2 separate regions of the Zea mays genome follow, and region 2 is linked to region 1. The links are chromatin contacts, called in public Hi-C maps. All regions are on one chromosome and are shown on one strand. The core of a region is the stretch at or near the end of the contact, and the rest is flanking DNA. Distances in the headings are between cores, read along the strand shown.

What was found. A called contact is a pair of places that touch in the nucleus more often than the background predicts.
Region 2: a contact with region 1 is called in a Hi-C map of ear, with 9 times the contacts expected there. The contact joins the promoter of LOC100383696 here to the promoter of LOC100286077 in region 1. A contact is called at or near these places in 15 of 25 Hi-C or Micro-C datasets (bundle sheath, ear, endosperm and 6 more).

The regions. Positions count from the first base shown.
Region 1 is chr7:1,885,590-1,889,392 of Zm-B73-REFERENCE-NAM-5.0, reverse strand. LOC100286077 reads left to right here and starts at 1,934. Exons shown (of 2, transcript NM_001364924.2): 1 at 1,934-2,669. The coding sequence starts at 1,971.
Region 2 is chr7:2,017,949-2,021,353 of Zm-B73-REFERENCE-NAM-5.0, reverse strand. It overlaps LOC100383696, which reads left to right and starts at 1,750. Exons shown (of 4, transcript NM_001176333.1): 1 at 1,750-1,909; 2 at 2,387-2,460; 3 at 3,173-3,242; 4 at 3,321-3,405. The coding sequence starts at 3,352. It overlaps LOC103631880 (sister chromatid cohesion protein SCC2), which reads left to right. Exons shown (of 27, transcript XM_020541428.3): 27 at 1-291.

The DNA of each region.
Region 1 (3,803 bases), core at 685-3,184:
TACTATTTTGGTGTAGTGGTAGTTTCATAAACTACAAGAGATATAGTTTTTATGAACAAATTTACTTTTATTTTGTCATATGAAAAAATAACCAAAATATAAATTATACATCTTGATGAGTTATACAAATTTGTAGTTGAAAACTTTTTCATTCTTCAAAATGTGATTTTAAGTTGTCTTTGCCTAGTGTTGAAAAAACACTTGACAAAGAAATTGTTTGCCGAGTGCTTTTGCTAAACAAAAAACACTTGATAAAACACACTCTGCAAAGAACTTTCTTGCTGAGTGTCTAAAAAACACTTGATAAATTATTTGGCACTCGGCAAAAAACCGAATTCCGATAGTGCAAGTCGAGACTAGCTAGAGATTAGACTTTATTTGTTATTACAAAAATAGCTTAAAAGACGGACATTGCTAACCAGGCTGATATATTGCGGTTAACATAACTTTTATAACACCTTATCTCACCGGGTTTAAAACCAAAATCAAATGCATATCACAATGACAATATACTTTAACAATATAACGTTTATTATAAAATTGTAACCTATTAAAAAATGAGCATAGGTTCTAAAACAAAATTTGTCATTGCAAGATCTCCGCAGGGAGTCGACCGAGGGTATATCAACCTAGCATCGACACCATCTTTATAACACACTATATTTCGAAAACTCTGTCTTCAAGTCCGGACAGCTGGGTGAGACGACATGAGAGACAAAGAGATGGGTGAGCACACGAAAATATACTCCCTAAATGTAGGAAAATATGATATGAGGCTAACACAAGGAAAGGCTGACAAGGTTTAATGCAATCACTTAAGTGACACATCCTAATAGACCTTAAATCTTAGAACCTATTTACTAGGTGAATCCATCATCTTCTCACAAAAACCATCGAACCAACACTCATATTCCATTTGAGTTAATCAGTACTTGGATTCCATCCAAGTTTCAAATTGAACCATCTATTCTCAAGAAATCCGCTAATCTCAAAGAAGTCTAAACTGCTCTTGTTTATGAGCATGGCTAGTATTTCAATTGTGTAAAGTGCACTGGCGGTCCTCGAACTTGGTATGCTATGTTACTTAAGCCCCCTAACTCATAAAACTAGGAAAATAGGTCAACGAGTTTTGTGGGTCCATACAAAACCGTCCAAATTTGGGTTTGCAAAACTGGATGCCGACGTGGCAAGTCACGTCGAAGCCACTTGGAATCTCGAACTTGGCATGTTGTGTTACATGGGTCCTCGAACTTGGATCTTATGTCACTTAGGTCCCCAAATTTTCGTTAGTGTACTCTATAGAGATTACATGGCTAGTGTTTCAATTCTATACTCTACAAAGATTGAACACTTCCACCACTAGTCATGATGTCTCTTTGCCCTTGGTGATCAACCTCTTGACCCCCTTCTAAGGTAGCTCAGCAGGGTTTGCTTCAAGAACTTTACACTAAAATTGAATTATTATACTAAAAAGCAAATACAAGAGACTCCGAGAAATAGAATTCTTCCCGAAAACTGTCAAGCTATGTTCAGTTGTATGTACGAGTGATAATGGATCATGATCTAAATATTTCTTCACCAAATGTTAGGACCCATAAAAAATTTTATTTAAAAATGAATAGAAATAGAGTCCGATCCTAATCTGATTCGATCCTAAGATTTTATAGTGCAAAATATAAAACTCATTATCACCCCTAGTTGTATATAAAGCCTATTACCGGTTACCACCCTTAGTTGTATGGGGTTTGAGAGAGATTAGAAGAGATTATCCAATGTCCCTCCATCAACCCAAAACGAACATGCCCAATGTGTAGGACTCTTCCAGGAATATTCTGTTTGACTCTAGCACACTCCATGGCTGATTCCTTGAACTGACGGATGGGTCCCACACTGTCGGTGACCATACGTGCTCGTCTAAAAAATCGCTCAGGACACCTTACCAGCAGCTTCTGCACAGCGTCCCCAGTAAAATGTACCCCGAAAACCCCCACCTCCGCTTCCTCCTCTTCCTCGCCGTCGCGGCAGTTGCCGCCGGCGGGGCTGCGGCGAACACCACCCTCACCGCGTCCCTCTCCGGCAACCAGATCAAGATCATCTGGTCCGGACTCCCGGCCCCGGACGGCCTCGACTACGTTGCCATCTACTCGCCGCCGTCCTCCCGCGACCGCGACTTCCTCGGCTATCTCTTCCTCAACGGCTCCGCCTCCTGGCGCGGCGGCTCCGGGGAGCTCTCCCTCCCGCTCCTCCCGACGCTCCGCGCGCCCTACCAGTTCCGTCTCTTTCGCTGGCCCGCCAAGGAGTACTCCTACCACCACGTCGACCACGACCAGAACCCGCTCCCCCACGGCAAGCACCGCGTCGCCGTCTCCGCCGACGTCTCCGTCGGCGACCCCGCCCGCCCCGAGCAGCTGCACCTCGCGTTTGCGGATGAGGTCGACGAGATGCGGGTCCTGTTCGTGTGCGGCGACCGCGGGGAGAGGGTCGTCAGGTACGGGCTGCAGAAGGAGGACGACAAGGAGTGGAAGGAGGTGGGCACGGATGTGAGCACGTACGAGCAGAGGCACATGTGCGATTGGCCGGCCAACAGCAGCGTCGCCTGGAGGGATCCGGGATTCGTCTTCGACGGCCTCATGAAGGGATTGGAGCCCGGAAGGAGGTACTTTTACAAGGTACTGTTAATTATCCCCTGCTGTGGCTTGGAATGGTTCAGATTTTGTGGTTTTGGATAGCAATTTGGCTCTGTATGTATCATTTTTTCTTAAAAAAATTCAGTATTTTCCTTCTGTAAGTAAATTTTGTCCCAGAAAAGGAAAGGTACTATGGCTCCACCCAAGCCATATGTGCTGCATCCTAATGTTGCAGTTGGGTTACCTGAGGTGCACAAGGGTTGGAATTAATTGTGCTTTGGAGTGGGCTGGATGAATCATCGTGTTCGTCTCAAGATTAAATTGTGCTGATTCAGAATTGGCGGCATAGTAAGATTTGTTGATTCAGCTTTGGCAGCGTAGTAAGATTGTTATTCATTAGTTATACAGTTCCTAGTAGTGACATCTTAGGTATTATAGCTATGTGTCGGGGAGGGTTCAGGAAAAATAATGAATTTTGTATTCATCATATGTGCCACAATAAGGCTTTGATTCTCAAGTCCTGCAATCTTTGGAAGTATGCATAGCAGAATTTTTAAAAGAAAGGAATGTCTTGTCCATTGTATTAAAATGTGTTCTTAGGTTGCCGCTTCACATGAGTTGTATGTATTTACTGGCAGTTGCTCATGTATATTGTGGCTGGACTGATTTTTTTCTATTACTTAGTTCAAATGCCAATGTACCCAATACAAAAGGTGTAGTTAGCACTGAATGCTAAGGAACTCAAGTTGGTGTATTGAATATGAGCATTTCAAGCTTTCTGTACTGAACTTATAGTTACAATTTGGATCCATGGACTAGCTTTGCTCAAGTGATATATTCCTTGGTTGGTCTTCACATTGATGTAGTTTGGAATGATCTAAAATTTTCTTGTTCTGGGCACCAATTAATCAACATATCGATATTGTTTTGAAAAAAAACAAGATTCTACTTTATCAATTTATCTCAGGGCAGAAGAGGTTAGCCTTTTCTGCCATATAAGCTGCAGCTGATCAAGTTAGTGTAGTTGCATGCAACCAGGGATTTGAGCTCTAGAGTGGACTGAATCAATTATTCTATGGCAAAGATGGTATCTTGTAGATTCATACTACATGACTTAGTAAGCTTTTGATCTGTATATTGAAAATATGAATGGTGAGAGGTCATGAAAAGGTAGAG
Region 2 (3,405 bases), core at 501-3,000, 130 kb before region 1:
GTTTTAGGTTTAAAGTCGTTTAGGGTACATAGAAGCAGAAAAGGAAAGGAAGATAGCCTTTTTACTTAGATGCCATTGATTTGGAGCACTCCTTTTCTTGCTCTGCCCCTGTCCTGTTTGTAATTCCGGTCGGGCTTTGGCAAAACTGACAAACAGGGTTGTGCTCCGGCTTCTGATCTGATTCAATGGGAATGAAATTATTCCTTTTGCTTTGCCTGTATAATAACAGTTAAGCCTATGTTTCGTGTAATTGTCTGCCTTGCTAATGTTATATATCTGTACGTGTGCTGAGCCTTTTTTGTTGAAGTTCATAGAAATTGCCATACTTGTTCGATGATACAGCTACTAACTGCGTGTTTGTTTGGGATTATAATATGTCCAGATTATATAATCCAACAAATTATGAACTAAGTTACTTCATAATTTGTTGGATTATATAATCTAAATAGATTATAATCCAAAACAAACCATATTCCGTGTGCTCCAACCGTTCGTTCGCTCATCATCCCAAGCATGAGAATGATGTGAATTCTGTAGTTCTGGGAAGGAAGGAGTTTGCTATCCCCTGGTAAAATAAAAGAGTAAGCTGTGATCAGGCAAGATTTTGCTGCTGGCATGACTTGTTATCTATATTATATATACTACTATTAAGAACGTAAGTAGGATGTCCACACCACATGTCCCCCGCCTCGGCGCGCACGCCCCCTGTCCGCGATGCTCTCTGACGGCACATCCCAAACAGGTACCGCGTTGATTTTGTCTACATGTATTATTTGATTACTGAAATTTTAGTGTAGTTGTGCTGTATTATAGATAGATGTTTTGTGAATCTCAGCCTATAGTTTGACAAGGCATAGTTTGTGAAATTACTTGCTGCCTTTATCTCCGTTGGTCAGTAGATGTTGGATATAACAGGGCCTGCTTGTTTTTAGACTAATGGAAGATATCACCCATTTTTATATCAGCAAAGCCTATATAGTTCTTTTTATCCAGCAAGCAAAGAGGATATGAATTACCACACACTCTTTTTTTCCTCGAATACGCAGCGTGTCTTTGTACCTTTTGGAACCACAACCATCAAATCTGCAACGCCCAAACCCATAAATTCTAGGTTGAGAATTCCAAATCTACCAAAGATCAAGTGGTCCTCTCGACCTTATCCCATGCTACTAGACAGCACCCTCCATTGACGTTGTTGCGGCCCTTCGAGGTGAACATCTGGTTTGTAGCAATGAACACCTTGGTCCTGGTGATTAAGTTATGTATGGATCATCTAAGCATAGAGATGTATTATTGGCTTGATAATGTCTGGTTACACGGAGCAGAAAAGTACAATCGGAGCAGGAAGCCTGTGCCGTGCCGGTGACATGATAATGTCATCTTACTCTTGATTTTACAATTGCAGCTTCACATTTAAGCTTTGAAAGTTAAACCTAATTCAGTATTTCTTAAGTGCATTGTTTTTTTACTTTACTAGTTCTAAGTTAATAACGTCATATATATATATATATTTGCTAATGTACTATATATTGCTTTCATTTTTGATGACATCATGTCACCGGCACAGGCTTCCTCCTTTTACAACCGAAAGTACAATCGGAGCATAGAGACTTTGCTTTCATTTCGGTTGGGCTGCTAATCCTCGTCCGGGGGCCCATGTTTGGTTGTATGGCAAGCAGTTGGTAGTAGATCGCGTGGTGCGTTGCCAACTGCGCCTCGCCTCGCCTCGGCCCACCGGACCTCGTAGCCGCCCTCTGTCGTGTTTGTTCCTTGCTAGTTCTCGTCGGCGCCGTCTCTCCCACGCCGCCCTCTGTCACCAGCCCACCACCTCCTGCGCCGGCGCTCCTCCGAGACGCAGTTCGCCTCCGGAATTCGATCACTTCGCCGCCGCTCTCGCCTCCGCCCCCAGGTAGGAAGTCGTCGCCTTCTTAGGCAAACAACGCCCACGAAGGCCCATGGTCAAGGGGTCGTTGTGAATGTTGTCTTCCGTCCTCTCTCACTGTTTGGGGTTTGGACTCTTCGGTTATTAAACTGCTTCAAAATTAACATAAATGCTTCCTGGGTGACACAATTCATATTGTTGGTATTGTTATTCTTGTCCATTTTCTACACCACCATACCTTGAACTTACTGCATTGTCTTCATGTTATTAATGTAGCACGGGCCAGCTTTGGCAATCAAGGACTAGGTTCAATAGAGCAAGCCTCTTCGTAACTCATCCTCTGAGAATGAGACATGGATAACTTTAGAAAGATATTTTTGGTGTTAGTAGTAGGGATGTAACGTATAAATGAATAATCTGTTTTAGTTGACTACCGAATTCTACCGGAGAATACGGTTTGAAGTTCCCCTCTTAATCACTATTTTCTTCTTCATTGAAGGGCAGGCCGCGAAGTGGCGAGAAGCCTTCCCACTGAGCAAAGGTCCTAGGTTCGATGCAGCCTCTCGGCAAAATGCAGGGTAAGGCTTGCATCGATTATTCCTCCTCAGACCCCACTCATGTGGAAACCGTCAGCACTGGGCCCGTCTTTTTGTCATTAGTTTCTTCATTTTTACTTTGAAATATAAATATGAATGCGCCCAGATCTTTTTTTGGTTCATGATCATCTTTCTCATGAATAATATACATATTAACAATTTTAAAATTCATAGAATATGCATGTTTTTTCATGAAATGAGGAGCAGTATAAGACTATTTGGGTTAATGCTTACTTAACACTCCCTCCCCCTCGCCACATTGCCCTAGATTATATGGTTATGCATTTCATCTTGTCTAAAGCATGCCTTATTTTGTCCCCATGTATTTCCAAAATTCCTTTCCCCTCCTGGTACGTGTATTGCCTTTTCCTTTTTACAAAAAGGAAGTTAATGTGCTTAAGTGCATTGTTTGTCTAGTTAGTTTCCAGTATTTTAGGCGGCTAGGTAAGTGAGAAGTCTATATTCTTAATTATAAAGAGACCATGCATTTGAGGGCTTTTGTGTAACACAATAAGAAATGTAAGGAACTTTGAACTAGTCATGCATTTTAGTCTTCTAATTTAATCATTGTGTTACAGGGAAAGTATAAGGTGTACAATCTTTGCTCCGAAAGGATTGCAGCTAAATTTAATCATTTGAGGGAAAAGAAAATTATCCTGATATTTACTTTCATTTCTTCCCCTGTCCTTTTCAGCTGGCTAAATACAACAATGATGGAGAACAGGATGACTTTGAATCCAACTGATCTTGATGATTTTGACAAGGTGAAGGCTTCTTTCATTTGGATTTAACCCGTATCGGCTTCTACTACTTCTACAGTGTTTTGTCTTTATGGATTGCAGCTGCAGCAGTTCGAACAACTGATTTGTTTACATGTTCTTTTGGGGACTTGAGACTAAATTACATTATAATTTTGTCCAGAGAAAA